Linked DNA regions of Sus scrofa: region 1 is linked to region 2. A link is a contact called in public HiChIP or PLAC-seq data. All regions are on one chromosome and are shown on one strand. The core of a region is the stretch at or near the end of the contact, and the rest is flanking DNA. Distances in the headings are between cores, read along the strand shown.

What was found. HiChIP or PLAC-seq counts read pairs in DNA pulled down with a chosen protein or histone mark.
Region 1: an H3K27ac HiChIP or PLAC-seq map of alveolar macrophages shows a contact between it and region 2. The contact joins two enhancer-like sites. A contact is called at or near these places in 10 of 47 Hi-C or Micro-C datasets (alveolar macrophages, blood, embryonic fibroblasts and 4 more) and 1 of 2 datasets of contacts at active chromatin or transcription factors (alveolar macrophages).

Annotation. Positions count from the first base shown.
Region 1 is chr3:68,304,724-68,310,874 of Sscrofa11.1, forward strand. No RefSeq gene overlaps it. Among named protein-coding and RNA genes, the nearest start is that of HK2, 77 kb to the left of the region's middle. Within about 2 kb of position 2,563, at least 23 of the 83 cell types and tissues checked have an H3K27ac peak or open chromatin away from gene starts, as enhancers often do. A contact at or near this core is called in alveolar macrophages, where this site is marked.
Region 2 is chr3:68,173,301-68,179,677 of Sscrofa11.1, forward strand. HK2 (hexokinase 2) reads right to left here. Exons shown (of 18, transcript NM_001122987.1): 5 at 5,785-5,880; 6 at 4,553-4,652; 7 at 3,751-3,934; 8 at 90-245. Among named protein-coding and RNA genes, the nearest start is that of HK2, 55 kb to the right of the region's middle. Within about 2 kb of position 1,506, at least 5 of the 83 cell types and tissues checked have an H3K27ac peak or open chromatin away from gene starts, as enhancers often do. A contact at or near this core is called in alveolar macrophages, where this site is marked.

The DNA.
Region 1 (6,151 bases), core at 1,313-3,812, 130 kb after region 2:
TATCAATTTTGGACTTCATACTTCCAGACTTCTTTTACAAAAAAATAAAATAAAATAAAATAAAATAAAATAAAATAAAATAAAATAAAATAAAATAAAATAAAGCTCATATTATTATATCACAGTTATTTAGTCTTTTACTAGTAGTTCAATGCAATTATGTGCCTAGTATGAGCTGGGCACTCTTCTAAGTGATGTTAATTAATTTAATCCTCATAGCAACTTTATTTTCTTACACATGGATGAGGAAATCTAGATCAGAATGGTTAAGTAAGTTGCCCAAGGTCACACAGCTAGCAAGTGTCAACCTAAAATCTGATTCCAAGCAAGGCTCCAGAATCTGCATTCTTATCCACATACTGACTGCCTCTAATAGCCCAGCCCAAGCATCAAAAGACGGCTCAGAAAAGACACTGGGCCCTACCATTAGGCAATTGCAAGCCCAACAGTTTAAGTTGGGTAGTTTCCATGCTCTTATGTGTCTTTCACGATATTCTCTGACTGTTCTAAGCAGCAGATGACAGGTGTTGACAAAAATCCAAACTGACAGCCTGCTGCACAGGCCCAAGCTGAACTTCTGGGTGAAATTCACAGGCACTGTGCATCCAGGTGCTGGGCCTCCCACTGCCTCTGGGCAGGCCAGCTGTAGCACCATATTCACATCCCATTCAGGAAGCTTATAGTATCAGTCAGCCTTAGGCAAAAATCTCAAAATTTTGCCCAAGTACAATAGAAGAATAGTTGTAAAGTTACATATTAGCAATCCTTTAGTGTTCCTTTCATAACGCATTTATGTTCAAAACAACTATTCCAGAGTATCATTCCCAGTTTTTCTGTCTGCAGCTGTATTACATTCACAGTTCATAACAGAATAATGATCTAAGTTATTCAGAAGAATCCTTTTTTTTTTTTTTTTTTTTTTTCTGGCAATACTGGTGGAATGCAGAAGTTCCTGGGGCCAGAGTTCAAACCCATACCACAGCAGTGACAATGTCAGATCCTTAACCCACTGAGCCACCAGGGGACTCCTATAATCTGTTATTTTATAAGAATTTGTGAGGAGTTCCTGTTGTGGCATAGAGGAAAAAAATCCAACTAGTATCCGTGAGGATGCGAGTTTGATCCCTGGCCTTGCTCCGCAGGAGGGGGATACAGCATTGCCATGAACTGTGGTGTAGGTTGCAGACTCGGCTCAGATCCCACGTTGCTGTGGCTGTGGTGTAGGCTAGCAGCTGTAGATCCGATTCAACCCCTAGCCTGAGAACTTCCGTATGCCGTGGGTGTGGCCCTAAAAAGTGAAAGAAAAAAAAGAGGAATTTGTCAGATTCTCTGGGACATTTATGTATATTTTTTTTCTTTTTTTTTTTTTTAAAGGAGAGGCAAGCAGAATATCATTTAATTTTTAAAAGAGTGAACAAGAAAACCCTCATTAATATGTATATATTTCTTTAAGGTGTTTTCTAGCCCTTTCTCAGGCAACTTTATGTTAAGACATAATTATGCTTACAAAAAATTGTTACTTTTTTCCCTTCTTCTTTCTTTCTCACCCACAACATGTTAAACAGTCAGGGCTGAGAGCATCTGGTTGAAAAAGCAGAGCTGGAGATAAACCAATTTCTATGAAGGGGGGAATACAAAGAAAATTTTACCAGACCTCAAACACACGTTAGCCAGTATTGCATTAGGACCATGTTTGAACACATGCATTGCTGGGCTCGGGGTTTTCGAAGCCTGGAGAGAGGCAATTGGGGGATGCCTTGATAGTGAACAGGAAGACACCTGCAAATTCCACCACCACCCTTTCCCCCCCACTACAGACCTGTCGCTAATGAATGAGATCCTATCATTGTAGAGCGTTCTCGGTCTTACACTTAGGGCATGCAGATGCTACGGGGAATGACGGCAATATACAACAGCGATTTTCTTCCCCAGGTGGCGTGACGAAGTTTATCAGTGCCTTTCCAACCTAACCAACTGCCTAAGAGGAAATTAATCAGAGCACCAAAAGGGGGGGCTTGTGCGCGTGCGCGCGCACATAACACGGACACGTAGAGGCCAAGCGAGCAGGCAGGCAAGTGATTCCTGGAAGAGTCGGGGCCTCAGAGGAAGGGCTTGGGGTGAGATGAGAAGCCCAGCAGTTTGGAGGCCCTAGGAGGTGTGGGGTCTAATGAGAGAGATGGAGAGAGGAGGATTGAATGTAGAGTCTTTAGCACCGAGTATGGTCCCCATGGGGGCTGGGTAGAAGAGCTGACCATTGGGAGAAAGGGGCCGCTGCATGTGGGCCCGGGGTTCCTGAGTGGGGGAGGAGTATGGATCACGGGAGTAAGAGGAAAAAGACCACGTAATCTGTTGTCTCTTGTTTCATGCAAGCACCTGCCTGGGTGAGACCCACGTGAGTACGTGGTGGATGCTATTCCCAGTCAGCCCTGAGCCTCACCTCACCACTCCTCTTGCCAAGATCAGTCTCCAAAAACTGGTTGCCCAATCACGTGGGCATGAGTCAGGCCCCTGCCAGGCTGAGTACGGCGTGGGTGTGGGCGGGAGCGGGAGACTTGCACAACTCTGAACCGATGAAGTCATCAGAGAAAGCCCAGCTACGGAGAAGCCCCAGAGTGACCCCTCTAAAGCCTTAGAGAGTCGGGCCACTGGGCAGTAAGATTTCTGGCTTCCCATCTGGCCTGGCCCTGTGTGCCCTGTCACTTTCCAGACCAGAGTATTGACAGGGATTATCAGTGCTCTTTCTGTCTGCCTCTGTAAGGGGAGAGCGGAGGATGTGACAAAGCCAACATCTCTGACATCCCCAAGCTTGACTTTCTGTTCCCGTGACTGGTACTGAGCACCCCTGGGCTGGAGACTGGCAGGGGGCTCTTCCCCAGCCTCTGGCAGGGAGGAATGGGGCACCTTCCTGAGGACCACTGGCCTTGGGATCTTCAGGCAGCTTGGGTCTGGGGGGAGGAAGATTAGGGATGCTGAATCTCTCATCCACTTCAGCTCAATGCTGCGGCTTAAGAGCCAGACCAAGCTTGGGGCAAGTTCAGGGTACAACCGTCTTGGGCCTGCAAACCATCTACTGAGCAAAGGCATGGAGCCAAGCTGATAGGAGTAAAAGCATCACTACTGGGGGAGTTCCCGTCATGGCTCAGCAGAAACGAATCTGACTAGCATCCATGAGCATGCAGGTTCCATCCCTGGCCTCACTTAGTGGGTTAAGGATTTGGTGTTGCTGTGAGCTGTGATGTATGTTGGCAGCTATAGCTTCGATTCGACCTCTAGCCTGGGAACCTCTGTATGCCCTGGGTGTGGCCCTAAAAAGACCAAAAGAAAAAAAAATCATCACTATTGAAGGTGGTACAGAAAACAGCAAGTTGGAAAAAGAGGGACCTACCCTTCTCACGTATAGAGCTTGTCACATCCGAACTCAGGTCAACAAAAAACCACAAGTGCAGTGATTCCAAGAGGACATGCCTCTAAGGGAGCATGGGATAGGGGACATTTGTGATTCTCAGCAGGAGGAGAGGAAATTTTTTAAATTTCCTCCAACCACCACCACACCCACCTGCAAAAATTCTGAATCATCTTCCAGTTAAGAATGGCGACAGTATTGGCAGCCAAAAAAGTCCAGAAACTATTCCCTGAGCACCTCCTGTATGCTGGTGCCTTGAGTAGATTCCTCAGGGCACTGGGCAGACACAAGTAAAGAATTACTGCTCCAGTGGGTCATCGCTCTGGGCTTGTCTGCATGTTTATTTACTCACAAGACAGTCTAGCAGGGAGGGCCTGAACCAGCACAGTTTCACCATTGGTGTGGGATGGGTAACACAGGAAGTGACCCTGTGGCTCACCTAATCCACATGCTCAGCCAGACAGGTGAGGTTGGAGGTCACTGTCACAGGCAGTTACCAGCCCAGTGGAAGCAGATAATGAATCATGTGGGACCCAGCCGGGGTCAGCCTCGCAGGTGGACAGAGAGTGAGCAGTATCAACAGAGCCACTTTTGGAAGTCTGGTCAGGCGGCTGAACTTGGGGATTTAGGAGAATTCTCCAGCCTTGGAGCTGGGCAACTGGAAGGTATAGTCAGGGAGGCAGGAGTCCTAGGAGATTGTCGGAAAGGAACCCAGGAACAGAGGCCAAAGGGGAAGCAGATGGGGTTCGGGCCTTGGATCTTGGGAGCAGGCCCTGGATCACCTTGTCTTGGATCAGATGGGGGAGGGCAGAAGAGGGGGAGTTATGGAGACTGTGGATTGGGGTGGAGAACTGTGAGCCCGCCCCAGAGGGTCCCCAAGGCCCAGAGAAGGAGGAGGAGAATTGGGAGCTGGAGATAGAGGGTGAGCTCCTGGGCAGCAAAGGAGTCTGTCATCTGTCTCTTTGGGTACACAACCAGGGCCCCCTCTGGCCCACACGGGGTCCTCATATGAACTGAAATGGCGCCCCCCTTGGGGCAGACAAGTTGGGCAAACACCCCAGAGGTACTCATGGTTCCTTTGTATGAAGAGAAAGACTCTGCTTCCTCCTGCAGGGCCCCCTCGGCAGGACACACAACTGGAGAACAGAGCATGAAGTAGATTTCAGTGGCCACTCAGTCCCTTGGTCGGCATCTGTGTGCCGGCCACAAACTGCACGGCCACACGTGGATGCCCAGGAGCTGCTCGGGGAGAGGGTGGGAAGGCCCCAGTCTCTCTGTCCTGGGCAAGCCTGGACCTCCCACCAGGAGCAGTGGCTGTGGGTGAACTTACCTCCGTGGTGTGAGGAGGCGAGTTGAAATAAGCTAGTCTTTATGCCTTTGAAAACCGGCCCCAGACCTCAGCTACCATCCTGCAGTGTCACCTCTAATTGATTCCTGGCTCCCCCCATGTTGGAATGTCAAGAGTCAGGGCTAGAGATATGCACCCCCCCGCCCCGGCCAACCTCAAGGCCACAGAGTCACAGCTGGAGAGAGACGGACAAGCTGGCAGCCTTGACCACAGGTTTACGGGGTGACTCCTGACCTACACGTTAGAGTATTTACTAGTGATGACTAATATTTATAGAGCACGTAGCAGTTTAGCAAGTGCTTTCTCGAACCTGGTCTCATTTGCTGCCTGTGAGGCAAGGATGAGTGGCTTACCTCTCACACAGGAGAAGACAGACGCGGAGATGCCTGAGGTGGCAGGAGGTGCCGTGGGGTAGGTGGGGTTATGGTCTCTGAACTCGACTACCTGGGTTCCCATCCCAGTCCTGCTGTTTCCCTGCTGTATGACACAGAGCAGGTTGCTTCATCTTTTTGAGCCTCCGTTTCTCCATGTACGAGATGGGAAATTAGTAGCCACCTCATGCATGAGGTGCCTGTGGCAGTTAAAATACTCAGACCAGTGCCTGGCATGGAACAAGCGACCCCAGCATGGACGACCTGCACTCACCGTCAATGATGGAAAATAAGATCCACCGATATGTACAAAATCTCACATGTTTTAGCAACTCCTTGTGGTACAATTCAGATTAGGTCAGATTCCAGTCACATTTGGGAAATTTAATTGCCCATAAGTTTGTCAGTCATAACTTGGCTCCCACATAGAGGAAAGCAGTGGGTTGAGTACTTAGGTAAGGGGCCCACAAACGCAGGTGACAGGGATGAGGGAAGCAGGTGGAGTGGGCCCTGGGCTGGACTGGAAAGTGTGGCCCCTTATGAAGGGGCATCTGGCAAAAGGTGGCCAGATGGGAATACAGGATACTCATTTTTCAACTGAATCTGCCCATTTTTCCACAGAAGCCCCAAACGGTGACTTTTAATGTGAAATATCCTGATTTTTAATTTTAGCAGCTATTTTGCATTTCTTTAAAACACTGTGATGGTGGAGTTCCCTGGTAGCCTAGAGGTTAAGGACCTGGCATTTTCACTGCTGTGGCTCAGGTCACTGCTCTGGAGCAGGTTGAGTCTCTGGCCCGAGAACTTCCACATGCCAGGGATGTGGCAAACAAACGAACAAACACTGAGTAGCCAGACCAGAGCCAGCTGCAGGCCACCTGCTTGTGCCAGCTGTCCAGGTTATCCTCTCTCACGGCGACCTCCTGGAGCTTCAGTGCCTGCTGACCACACACTGTTCTCCAGGCCTGTCCTTTCCTGTCCCCTTGATAGACACCAACTTTCTTGTTTTGCTCCTTAAGGCCCATAGGT
Region 2 (6,377 bases), core at 256-2,755:
GGGTCAAGGGCCTGTGCCTCGTCTTCATTCCCCAGCTGCCTGACCACCCTTCCAGGGATCCAGGGAACAGAGAGAGACCCGAAGCTTACCCTTCAATATCCGAAACATCTTTGGTCTCAAAGTGGCCCGTGGCAAGGAGTTCAGGACTGAGCTTCCCCCCGAAAAGCAGCTCCTCCTTGGCCATCTTCACCAGGATCAACCTCACCAGCTCCCCCATGTACAAGCCACTGATCATCTTCTCAAATCTGGAGGGAGAGACACACCAACAAAATAAAGTCCCTGCTGCCGCTGACCTCACACCTTCCTTGTGGGAGCAACACGCATACACGTGAGGCTGATGCAGGACAAAGCACTAACTTGCATGGTGCCTACTAGGAGCGAGATGCCTATAGAAGTGAGAGCTGGGCAGGGGTGGGGCTGGAGGAGCCAGGAACCCAGGCTGGCTCTGCAGGTGGGTGAACATGGAGAAGGATGGGTTTTTTGGATTTTTTTTTTTAAATTTTTTAGGGCCACACTTGCAGCACATGGAAGTTCCCAGGCTGGGGGTCAAATTAGAGCTGCAGCTGCTGGCCTATGTCACAGCAACACCAGATCCCAGCCACATCTGTGACCTACACCAGAGCTCATGGCAATGCCAGATCCTTCACCCACTGATAAAGGACAGGGGTCAAATCCATATCCTCATGGGAACTAGTCAGGTTCTTAACCTGCTGAGCCAGAGCGGGAATTCCAAGAAGGATGGATTTTTAGCAGCCAAACCAAATATCCAGGGAGTGTGGGGCATCCTGGAACAGCCTAAATTTGAGGTAAACTGAGTAATGTATAAGGTAGTGATTTTTAATAAATTTTTAATGAATTTTTTTTCCTCTAGCAAGAAAATGCTCCTTAAAATAAAATCTTATATAGAACCTCAATATTTATGTACTAACGGGGGGGGGGGGGTGCATACAGGTAATCAGTCTGATTAAATTTGAGGCATAGGCCCAGCAACTCATCACCTCACACACCTCGTGGGCCATTTGTGGATTTTTTTTTTTTTTTTTTTTTTGTCTTTTTGCCATTTTTTGGGCTGCTCCTGCGGCATATGGAGGTTCCCAGGCAAGGGGTCGAATCGGAGCTGTAGCCACAGCAACTTGGGATCCTAGCTGCGTCTGCAACCCACATCACAGCTCATGGCAATGCCGGATCCTTAGCCCACTGAGCAAGGCCAGGGATTGAACCCGCAACCTCACGGTTCCTAGTTGGATTCGTTAACCACTGTGACACGACGGGAACTCCGGTTTGTGGATTCTTGAGAAAACTGTAAAAACGACCCTGGGCAGGAAGATGGGGGCGCGAGGAGAATTGAAGGGCAGGCTGAGACCAATAAGAAGCAGCTCTAGGCATCAGGTGGTCTTGGGAATCTGGGAGGGAGAAGTCAGAAGCTTCTGAGCAGGCAGGAGACTACATCGCCGAGGGCAGGCAGGTAATTTATTTTTTCAACACTAGGTGACACTGTTTTCTTTAGAAGACAGTCTTTCTCCCTCAGATTATGTGATGGGAGAAACCGAGCCCTTACAATTCCTTCCAGCCCAAAAGGCCCTTGTCTGGGTATCCGGGAAAAGATCTGGGTCCTAGAGAGAGGAGCAGGGGTGTGGAAGGGATTCTGATGCCACTCAGTGCAAACTATAAGAGAGGAAGCTGGAAGTGACCTGCTCAAGACTCAAGGCCAGGTATGGCTGAACGGGAGCTAATAAGAGGTATGGTGGAACTGGAGCTCAGTGGAGAGCTGGCAAAACTGCTTGAGCAGAGGTATGTTTAAAATGTTTAAGCACCATCACAGGCCCACGGCCTAAGAGGCAGCCCAGCTCCAACAGCAAGGAATTCCCATGTCTGCTGGCTTCTGTACCTTCTCCAAAATAGCTGGTTCTGTGTGAGAAAGGGGAAGGGGCCAGCAGGGCTCTGGAGTGTAGGTGGTAAAAGTTGTTTTTTTTGTTTTTTTGGTCTTTTTGCCATTTCTAGGGCCGCTCCTGTGGCATATGGAGGTTCCCAGGCTAGGGGTCCAATTGGAGCTGCAGCCGCTGGCCTACGCCATAGCCACAGCAATGCGGGATCCAAGCCGCGTCTGTGACCTACACCACAGCTCAGGGCAACACCGGATCCTTAATTCACTGAGCAAGGGCAGGGATCGAACCTGCAACCTCATGGTTCCTAGTCGGATTTGTTAACCACGGCACCATGACGGGAACTCTGGTAAAAGTTTTTATTTCAGTTTTTCAATACACTTTGTTTCACTGTTCAGAAATATTTATGTAGAAACACATAAAGAGTGAAAAAAGGTTCCCACTCAAGCCCAATAATAACTGCAGGGAGAGCGGACACATCGGGATATATGTCCTTCCAACAAATTTTTTTTTAAGTAGTTTTGGGGTCTATAAATTTCTCACCAAGCCATGGCAGACACAGCACGTATTCTATGAACGTGACAATTAAAGGACTCACATTTCAATGTGTGAGAGAAGCTTGTGACTTTAACTATGCTTTGAGGAAGCGAGGACTTCCCCTGTAAAGAAAAAGGCTCTTTTTATGGAGCTGGTTTATAGGCTGGATTTTCCTCTCCAAGCGAGGATCAGCACCAGAAGACTTCCTATAATGGTCACAGCACCAGCGAGGCCAGAGAGAGCCTGATTGCTCAAAATGTTTTGTAACTGCCTTCAGAGCTTGCAGCAACCTCTGTCTCAAGATCTTGAATGAGGACATTAGGCAAATGTCTGCGAGTGAAATAATGTTTTGTAAGAGTCCAAAGTAACCAAATACCAAGTCTGACCAAGCTGGAGAGTGTAACATTCAAGATGCCGCATGCTAGAGCCCCTTCTCTCTCTGTTCACTCCAGGACCCTGGCTGGACCACAGGTGCAGGGAAAGTGGCTTTCTTTTTTTGTTTTTTGTTTTTTTCTTTTGTATTTCCTAGGGCCACACCCTCGACATATGGAGGTTCCCAGGCTAGGGGTCGAATGGGAGCTGTAGTCACCAGCCTACGCCAGAGCCACGGCAATGCCAGATCAGAGCCATATCTTCGCCATACACCACAGCTCATGGCAACGCTAGATCCTTAACTCGCTAAGCAAGGCCAGGGATGGAACCCACAACCTCATGGTTCCTAGTCGGATTCGTTAACCACTGAGCCACGGTGGGAACTCTGGGAAGGTGGCTTTCTTAACCAACTTTTCCATAGGCCTGGGGTCTGCCTACAGCTGGGGTGGGAGGCAGGGCCCAGCCGAGCTCACCGGCCAACACTGCCTGAGATCTGGGTCAGAACCTTGGCCAGGAATTAGAAGCCAATGGTCTCAGCCTCATCCTCTGGGCAGTCTCAAGGTGGGAGCTACGAAAGATCCCTAATCTTCCCCATCTCAAAATGAATTTTCTTATGTGATGCACAAACTGTTTCTATGGGCAGCTTACAAACTGAAGGTGGAAAGGAAGAAGAGCAGGGCCACAGGGCCTTCGAACAGGATGGCTCTCAGAGACACAGCCAAATTGTGACCTATGTATGATCTGGCTTGTCCGCTTGCTCTGTCTGTCTCAGATCCCTCTCAGCATCTTAGAGACACAGTGTATGTCATAAGCACAACATTCCCGTAACCAGCGTGTGCCTTGGCAATGTTGAGGGGCTAATAAGACTGCAAAGTGAAAATGAGGACCACCCGCGGGCCCTGGCCGCCCCCCACCGCCCCCCATCCCCAGCCCACCGCACACAGGGGAGGTTGCTCACAATTGCTTCCCGGGGTTCAGAGAGCCCATGTCGATCTCCTGGTCAAACTCGGTGCGGATGTCGTCAAGGGCGCCGTCATCCCCAAAGGCCCCCCACTCCATGTTGATACACATACGCCCCTCGTCACCTTCTACCATGTCGATGTGACGCATCTCCTCCATGTAGCAGGCATTGCTGCCCGTGCCTGGACAAAACAGGGGGACTGCTCAGCACCCACCTGTACTGCACTCCCCCCCAGCCCCCCACCTCCTTCTTATTTACTTATTTGTCTTTTTAGGGCTGCACCCAAGGCATATGGAGGTTCCCAGGCTGGGGGTCGAATTGAAGCTACAGCTGCCAGCCTACACCACAGCCACAGCAACACCAGATCCCAGCCTCATCTGTGACCTACACCACAGCTCACGGCAACACTGAATCCCTGACCCCCTGAGCAAGGCCAGGGATCGAACCTGCATCCTCAAGGATGATAGTCAGATTCGTTTCTCCTGAGCCACGATGGGAATTCTCTTTTTTTTTTTTCTAATTTACTTATTTTTTCCATCTCCTTCTTAAACCCTCTCCTGAGACTTCCTAGGGTGGCTAGGATTCCTCAGCACAGATTCATGGGGCACCCCCACATAGAGCGCCCCACAGCACGGTCCAATCACTACCACCCCCAATGGCACAAGTCAAGGCTCAGCTTTCCAAGGTGACCACACCATTACCTCCCCATATGAAGTACAAAGGAACGTCCAGGCCCTGGACCCCTCTCCCTTCCCAATCCACTGGCCAGCACTGGTCCTCACACCTAGAGCTTACGCACCCACAATGAGACCGATCTCGCAGTTCTGGTCATCATAACCACAGGTCATCATGGTCCCAACTGTGTCATTCACCACGGCCACAATATCAATATCAAAGTCCTGCAGGGATAAAAGGGGGGCTCTGACATTCAGTCACAGAAAGATCACAGATGTGACGATGAAGAGAAAGAGCAATACGACACACAGCTCAAGTGCAACAAAGCTGCCCTCTTACCAATGCTACTCGAAGCCAAAGATGGCTAGAGCTGGAAATGGAGTCCGGACTCAGCCTGACAGCAATATCCCACTTCCGACCCTGCTTGTCCTCACACGGAGGACCTTCCCGACAGCAGCCCTGCAGTCTAGTTCACGGCCATGGCTGCACTAAGGAGAGCCCGTCTTGTCATCACTGTCTTCTTCTTTCTTCTCTTTCTCTATCCCCCGCTCCCTCCCTCCCAGGTCTTGTCCTTTCTTGGCCCCATTCCACCCTAATACAAACATCATCCCAATTTTTCTTATTTGAAAAGGATATTCAAGTCTTCTTCACGTTAAAATCTAAGGGTTTTTTTCTTTGTTTTTTTAGGGCCACACCTGTGGCATACGGACGTCCCCAGGTTAGGGATCGAATCAGAGCTACCTACAGCTGTCGGCCTACATCACAGCCACAGCCACAGCAAGAGCAATGCCAGATCTGAGTCAAGTCTTTGACCTACACCACAGATCACAGCCATGCCGGATCCTTAACCCACTGAACTGGGGGGCCAGGGATCAAACCCGCATTCTCATGGATCCTATACCAAGGCAAAGATTTTTTATCCATCACGCCAATCTGAAGACCCCAAAGGCATCCCATCACTAGTGTGCTAATTATCTCTTAATATAGGTATGTCATTATACAGCATGCCTTAAACTTATACAGAGCTCTATCTCAATGAAACTGGGAAAAGAAAGATTATTGGGTAAATATAGCAGAGAAGAAGAAACAAAGACCGCTCCTTAAGAATAAATGAGGAGTCCCCTGGTGGTCCAGCAGTTAGGAATTCATTGTGGTCACTGCTGTGGCTCGGGTTCGATCCCTGGCCCAGGAACTTCCACATGCCTCAGGCACAGCCAAAAAAAAAAAAAAAAAAGAACAAATGATTCTCATGTTGATTTGAGAACGGACAGGGAATAATCGTCTGAAGACCCCAAAGGATGTAAAGAGCCTCCAGACCCCAAGCTCCTGCCCCCCACCTCTGCTGCCCGTACTCACCCCTCTCCTCTGGATGGCCTTCCGGATTAGAGTAACCACGTCTTTCCCTTCCACACCACTGGACTTGAAACCCTTGGTCCATGAAACCAGGAAACTCTGGAAAAGGGCCAAAGGATATTGATTCCCCACAATATTCAGACCACACTGTGCACACAGCCATCAGGAGGAGACCTAATGGAGCCAAGGGGCTAAATTAAAGTCAGGATTGAATTTGTATATTGCTGCCGGACTAGCCTAGAAACTCTGTCAAAGACCAAGAAAGGAGGTTAAATGAATGCTTTACTGCCCAAGAAGTGGAAAGAGCAGGCTCTAGGACTGCCAAAGTAAGATACTTGTATGTCAACATCATTAACTTTCAAAGATCTTTATAACACTTAAAACAGGGTCCCTGGTTTCTCGCTCCTGTTTCCCTAAGGGGGATCAAGACACTGTGCAGTGTTAGTGAGGCTACACATTGTCATTTGAGGGGAGAGTGATACAGAGTCCCCCACACCCTTATACCTCTTTACCACCCCCCTCCACACTCACCCAGAACCGAACTCCCAACACTCAAGTATTAGAACCAACACCATGGTAGCAGGTGGCTCAGAGTT